Regions from separate parts of the Zea mays genome. Here region 1 is linked to region 2. A link is a contact called in public Hi-C data. All regions are on one chromosome and are shown on one strand. Each heading gives the region's core, a stretch centred on a gene start, on an enhancer-like site or on the middle of the called end of the contact. The rest is flanking DNA. Distances are from core to core; before and after follow the strand shown. Region 1 holds the start of LOC542313 (phosphohexose isomerase 1). Region 2 holds the start of LOC103644091 (Erythronate-4-phosphate dehydrogenase family protein).

Region 1 (3,228 bases), core at 147-2,646, 140 kb after region 2:
GTTTCGTCGTCTTCCGGGTCTTAGCCCGAGTCCGAGCCCTGGGGTCGGGCGGAGCGGAGTTCGCCGTCTTCCGGGTCTTAGCCCGAGTCCGAGCCCTGGGGTCGGGCGGAGCGGAGTTCGCCGTCTTCCGGGTCTTAGCCCGAGTCCGAGCCCTGGGGTCGGGCGGAGCGGAGTTCGCCGTCTTCCGGGTCTTAGCCCGAGTCCGAGCCCTGGGGTCGGGCGGAGCGGAGTTCGCCGTCTTCCGGGTCTTAGCCCGAGTCCGAGCCCTGGGGTCGGGCGGAGCGGAGTTCGCCGTGGCGCCTTTGTCAAGACCTGACTGCTGGTCAGACTCACTCTGTCGAGTGGTGCTGCAGTCGGAGTGGCGCAGGCGGCGCTGTCCCTCTGTCAGACTGGTTAGTGGAGCGGTGGAGTGACGGCGGTCACTTCGGCTCTGCCGGGGGCGCGTGTCAGGATAAAGGTGTCAGGCCACCTTTGCGTTAAATGCCCCTGCAATTTGGTCAGTCGGTGTGGCGATTTAGTCAAGGTTGCTTCTGAGCGAAGCCAAGGCCTCGGGCGAGCCGGTGATGTGTCCGCCATAAAAAGGGGGCCTCGGGCGAGACGGAAGTCTCTCGAGGTCGGCTGCCCTTGGCCGAGGCTAGGCTCGGGTGAAGCATGATCGAGTCACTCGTGTGGACTGATCCCTGACTTAATCGTACCCATCAGGCCTTTGCAGCTTTATGCTGATGGGGGTTACCAGCTGAGAATTAGGCGTCTTGAGGGTACCCCTAATTATGGTCCCCGACATAATTATATGCTAGCACTAATCTTATCATGACAACCACAAATTACAAATAAAATATGTTAATCAGGATCAATATTATCCTAATTAGCATACAAAATATGCACTAATTAATATATTAACACTTATCAAAGTTAACCTTAACATCGTAATCATCAATCATCAAGCAGTAATATAACATACCAATGCTCCTTAATTATTTACTAATGATAAAGCTTAGAAAACATAACGGCAACGACTAATATGCAAGCAGCCATTATATGCAAACATATATTTTGATCTGTTGGATTTAGATCTAACCGTATGTGTAATCGTGGTTTGTTACGGACTTTTTTATAAATCTACACGATGTGGTGGTAAGAGGATTTAAATACTAAATATAATAATGTCGTTAGATCTAAATCTAATAGACCAAAAGACCTGTTTACACGTTTACACATAATATCTGTTTGCATATTAGTCGTTGCCAAACATTTCATAACATATGTTTTTGTGACTGTAATATTCAGCATCTGATAGAACAATTTTTTCTATTAAAAATAACCAAACATCACTTATATCCGCTTATTCATAGAACAACGTCTTGGAACGAAACGAACCCTAAGCAAATCGAGGTCGAGGGGTGGTCCGATCTCGGTGGCTACTGATTGTCGGCCGCCCTTTCCGCGCCGCGGTCTGCGCTTTGGCCGGTCCTGCGGGGCCTTGACGTCCGCCCGGGTCCCCGTCAACCATATCAACTGAATATCCAATTCAAAGGGCGGGGAGCGTACGTGTACCACCACCGTCTTCCGGCCGTCCACCGTTTCCAGCACACAGGGTAAAGGCAAGCAAACGAGCGGCGGGACGGCTAGCCCGCAATACAAAATCCGGAGGAACTCCCAGGAGGCGAAAAGCAGATCCGTCTCCCCCGAGCCCCGACCGGCGATCGCTATCGGTAGGTGTTAACCCGTCCCCCAATCCCCCCTCGCCCCCTCGATCTTTTTGCTCTCTCGGTTTGGTGTGCACCGCGTCACGCCGATCCTCAGCCTGTTGGTTACCATAGCTCGATCGGGAGGTTGCTTGGGTCCGTGTTTCCGATGGGATTGATTGCTGATTAGCGATTCCGTTGTTTCCGCGTGGCTGTTAATTTGGTTTGTCGTCTCTTCGTTGTCGCAGACTTGTAGCGGAAGCCATGGCGTCGGCAGCGCTAATCTGCGGCACGGAGCAGTGGAAGGCCCTCCAGGTGCGTTAACCCGTCGCCGATCGCATTGTGGCGAGTCCTATGATCTGATTAGCTCACCAATCCTTTTTTTTTCTGCTTTCACTCGGTGGATGCAGGCGCACGTCGGCGCGATTCAGAAGACGCACCTGCGCGACCTGATGGCCGACGCCGACCGATGCAAGGCAATGACGGCGTAGGGACTCACGTCTATGCGAATTTCATCTCGTCTCCCGCGTGTGCGTGGATTCTGTTTGCTTACCCGAAGTGAACGGTGTTTGGTTGCAGTGAGTATGAAGGGATCTTTCTGGATTACTCGAGACAGCAGGCGACTGGTGAAACCATGGAGAAGCTCCTTAAATTGGCTGACGTGACTCCTCTGTCGCCTTTTCTTTTTGTGTCATTTTGTGTGTGGGGATTGCGCCTTCCTGTGGTAATTTGGGATCTGTTTGGTTTGTTATAGGCTGCGAAGCTCAAGGAGAAGATTGAGAAGATGTTTAAAGGTGAAAAGGTATGTGTGATGATCTGAAACCGCTGTTCAGTTGCTCCATCACAGACGTAGATTCAGTATGCATTTCTATGTAAAGCGTGATAGAGATGGAACATTGGGTGCTTCCTATTTTATTTGTTAGTTAGCTTGGATATAGTTACTTCATAGATCTTGCCATTTTTTCTGATGCATGATTTTGCACAGAAGTTCCTAAAATGTTCTAGTTGTACAATTAAATTACTCTAATGAATTCGTAACATTAGTTTATCGGTTTTGTCAGATAAATAGCACAGAGAACAGGTCAGTGCTTCATGTAGCTCTGAGGGCTCCAAGAGATGCAGTCATAAACAGTGATGGGGTGAATGTGGTCCCTGAGGTTTGGAGTGTTAAAGATAAAATCAAGCAGTTTTCAGAGACTTTTAGAAGTGGATCATGGGTAAACTTTCGGTGAATTTCTGAACTAATTGAACGTGCCAGAGCTTCAGGATTGACCGCTGGAATTACTTGGGCTGCAGGTTGGAGCAACTGGAAAACCGTTGACAAATGTTGTGTCGGTTGGAATAGGTGGTAGCTTTCTTGGCCCTCTATTTGTGCATACTGCACTCCAGACCGGTAAACTATTTATCTCTACAGTCCTAGGTTCCCTAGGAACTTCTATTCGTTTTAAACTGACATGCTCAGAAAATATTGCCGATCTTCAGATCCAGAAGCAGCAGAATGTGCAAAAGGCCGGCAACTGAGATTGTAAGTGTGTATTTTAAA
Region 2 (2,789 bases), core at 22-2,521:
TTTGGCATCTCCTGTCCTAAATATAGGCTCAGCCCTATCCTCTCGTTTTGTATAGTATTTCTAATCTTTTATTTTCTAAATAACATGATATATTTTCAAATAATATGACATGAGACTCAACTTTAGAGTTGCAAATATTTTTGTGACTTTAAATACTTTAAATTAGATTCTATTTTAATTTTTAGGACTTAAATATATAACTTCTTGTTGGTGATGGATACTCACGCATTCTAAGATAAGTCTTTATATTACATTTTGGGAAGAGAAATAATCTTAACTTTGATCAATTACATATGAACATGTTAACATTAAGATACTAGATAAATATTATTAGGCTAATTATATCGTATAATTTTTATTTTTAGTAAATTATAAAAAACATATTTGAAGACGTAAATTTGATAATATATATATATATATATATAGAGAATTAGTTAGTCTTTATTTATTTTATTCCAGAATTATATAATCCAACTTATATATTATATAATCAATGTTCATAAATTATTATAATTTAGATATCTAAATTACATAATTCACTTAATAATTTGTAGGGTAAATAAACATACCTTAATTGCTCGAACTTGTTCGCTGTGAATCTTCTACGGCAGCAGCCGCTGCTGCTGTTCTGACGTTGCAGGACACAGGAATCTACACAGCCATGGCCGCTGCATGCAAGTTGGATTATATATATATGTTTGGAAGTTGGAGCGGTACACTAATATGTAGTTGGCTAAAAGAACTCGACCTCTAGGGAATAAGATAGCTCCCTGTTAGGTAGGCTAGAAAATCTTTGAACTTCTGTCCCGCTCATACACAGCATCGTAGCCTAAATCTTTGAACTTCTGTCCCGCTCATACACAGCACCGTAGCCCATGTTAGAAACGACTATGACCGAGACTAAACCTTAGACCCGTGTTGTATCGTGGGACCGACGAAAAAGTTTTTTTAACCACAACTAACTAACTAACTAACTCGATTAGAGACTCTTTCATAATATGTAGTTGTCTGAAAATTTACTAGTGAAATTAGCTAGTTAATAAATATTTGACTAACTAATAATTAATTTGTTAAAAATATCTAATAGATAAATAATTATCTAGATTGTTTGATTATCTTTAATTAATTTTAGAAGCTAACTATCCTTTCATCGAGTAGAGTTTTTATCGTTTTTTCCGCACATCCAAGCTCCTCGTGTAGTCGTGTCTGCGAACGGGTCATATCTCGAACATTCGTCAAGAACACGCATTTCGGCATCTCACCACTCTCCCAAGGTTTATTGAAGTTTTGGAAAAAGACGAAAAATTTCCTGCCTCAATTAATCAAATTATGGGACTGATGGCGAGAGAGATATTTTGGAGGATTGAGCCGACGAACGAATTGAGACGTGAACTGGCAGGTGCCGGCGTGTCACACCCCAGTCCACGTGTGTTGGCAATGGATGTCGGCGAAAATTCGGTCCATTGGATTGGATCTATGGGCATGGATGGCTGACCGGGACCGGCGATTTGCAGTGGCAGAAACAAAAGTTATTTTTAATCAAATCTATCTCGTTAAAGTAAACCTTACAAGTAAAATCATCATAGATTTTCTCATAAGCTAATTTCTCCCCATCATCCATTACCATCCCGAACTTCCAGCGTGCCCCGGACTCGCCATCCGACCTCCCCCCCCCCCCCCCCCCCCCCCCGTCCGCTTGCGCTTGCGCCTCCCTCTGCCTTCGCGCATGCCGGCCAGAGCCCGCGCTCCTGACCGCGCCGCCGCACGCATCCTCGAGCCTCCTTCCGCTTGTCGTCTCTGGCGCTCTCTCTGCTGCTGGACCGGGGTGCGCCGATCCGTCCGGGCTTCCGATTGTTCATCCGCTGTGGTAAGGGACCCCGTCGTGCTTGGATTGGATCGATCGTTGTAAGATGAGCTCGATCCTTGTCTTCGTTTTCGTTGATTGGAGCAGGCGAATCCATACCGCCCTCTAATTTCTGGAATGGCGCTCCAATCCGTTCAATCTGTTGATTTGGCGACCGCTAAATCCGGCCTGTGTTCTGATTTCCTTTAGAGCTTCACCTTCACGTCAACTTCGGCCCCTTTTGGGATTCGATTCGTAGAATTACCTTTTTTTGGGTGGGTGGGGGGCGAAGTCCTGTTCGCGCGGTAGCCATTAGTCTTCTGATCATTTGCCTTTTTTTCTGTTCTGTTTACTTCTAGTTTTGGGATTAGAGTTCTATATGTTACGTGTGGGTGCATATCGGATAGCTTGTGAGTAAATTTGTGGACAAGCTAGCATGTTTTATGTTTGCGTCGCCTTAATCTAACGAAATATTCCTTTGTTCATACCTCTGGAGCGACTTTACAGGTTACAGCTTTTTTTTTTTGCAGTTAGTGGAATTGAACTATTTTTGAGGCTGCAGAAAGAGCTGCTTGTTGTGTAATCCACATCTTGACGCCTGTACCGGTGCGATAAGGAATTGTATCATTTTGATATTATTGCAAGATGGGCGATGGGGTGGCTTTTGAGGCTGCGAGGAAGATTATCATGCACCCGCTTTATACGCCAAGGTCTTCTCCGTGGCTTGACTTGAAGGTGTTCTATGTTAGGGTAAGCAACTGTGTGGTGGATGAGTCTACACCGGACCATCTCACGCTGAACCACATCCCTCTGTCACCTGATACAGTTATCGAGGTGAATGGCCAGCGGAGCAGCTTGCATACTGAGTTCATATCCTCCTCACTGAGGAGGGACAGGGTTGACAAAAAGACAGAGGAAGCTACATTTGTCAGCACAGATAATATAC

Evidence for each region. Hi-C and Micro-C count contacts between places; a contact is called where the count stands out from the background.
Region 1: a contact with region 2 is called in a Hi-C map of endosperm, with 3 times the contacts expected there. The contact joins the promoter of LOC542313 here to the promoter of LOC103644091 in region 2. A contact is called at or near these places in 6 of 25 Hi-C or Micro-C datasets (bundle sheath, ear, endosperm and 2 more) and 2 of 3 datasets of contacts at active chromatin or transcription factors (leaf and seedling).

Annotation. Positions count from the first base shown.
Region 1 is chr1:289,854,766-289,857,993 of Zm-B73-REFERENCE-NAM-5.0, forward strand. LOC542313 (phosphohexose isomerase 1) reads left to right here and starts at 1,397. Exons shown (of 24, transcript NM_001111898.2): 1 at 1,397-1,712; 2 at 1,934-2,000; 3 at 2,096-2,172; 4 at 2,265-2,346; 5 at 2,440-2,487; 6 at 2,747-2,902; 7 at 2,982-3,078; 8 at 3,168-3,210. The coding sequence starts at 1,950.
Region 2 is chr1:289,716,243-289,719,031 of Zm-B73-REFERENCE-NAM-5.0, forward strand. LOC103644091 (Erythronate-4-phosphate dehydrogenase family protein) reads left to right here and starts at 1,272. Exons shown (of 3, transcript XM_020546981.2): 1 at 1,272-1,867; 2 at 2,374-2,789. The coding sequence starts at 2,489.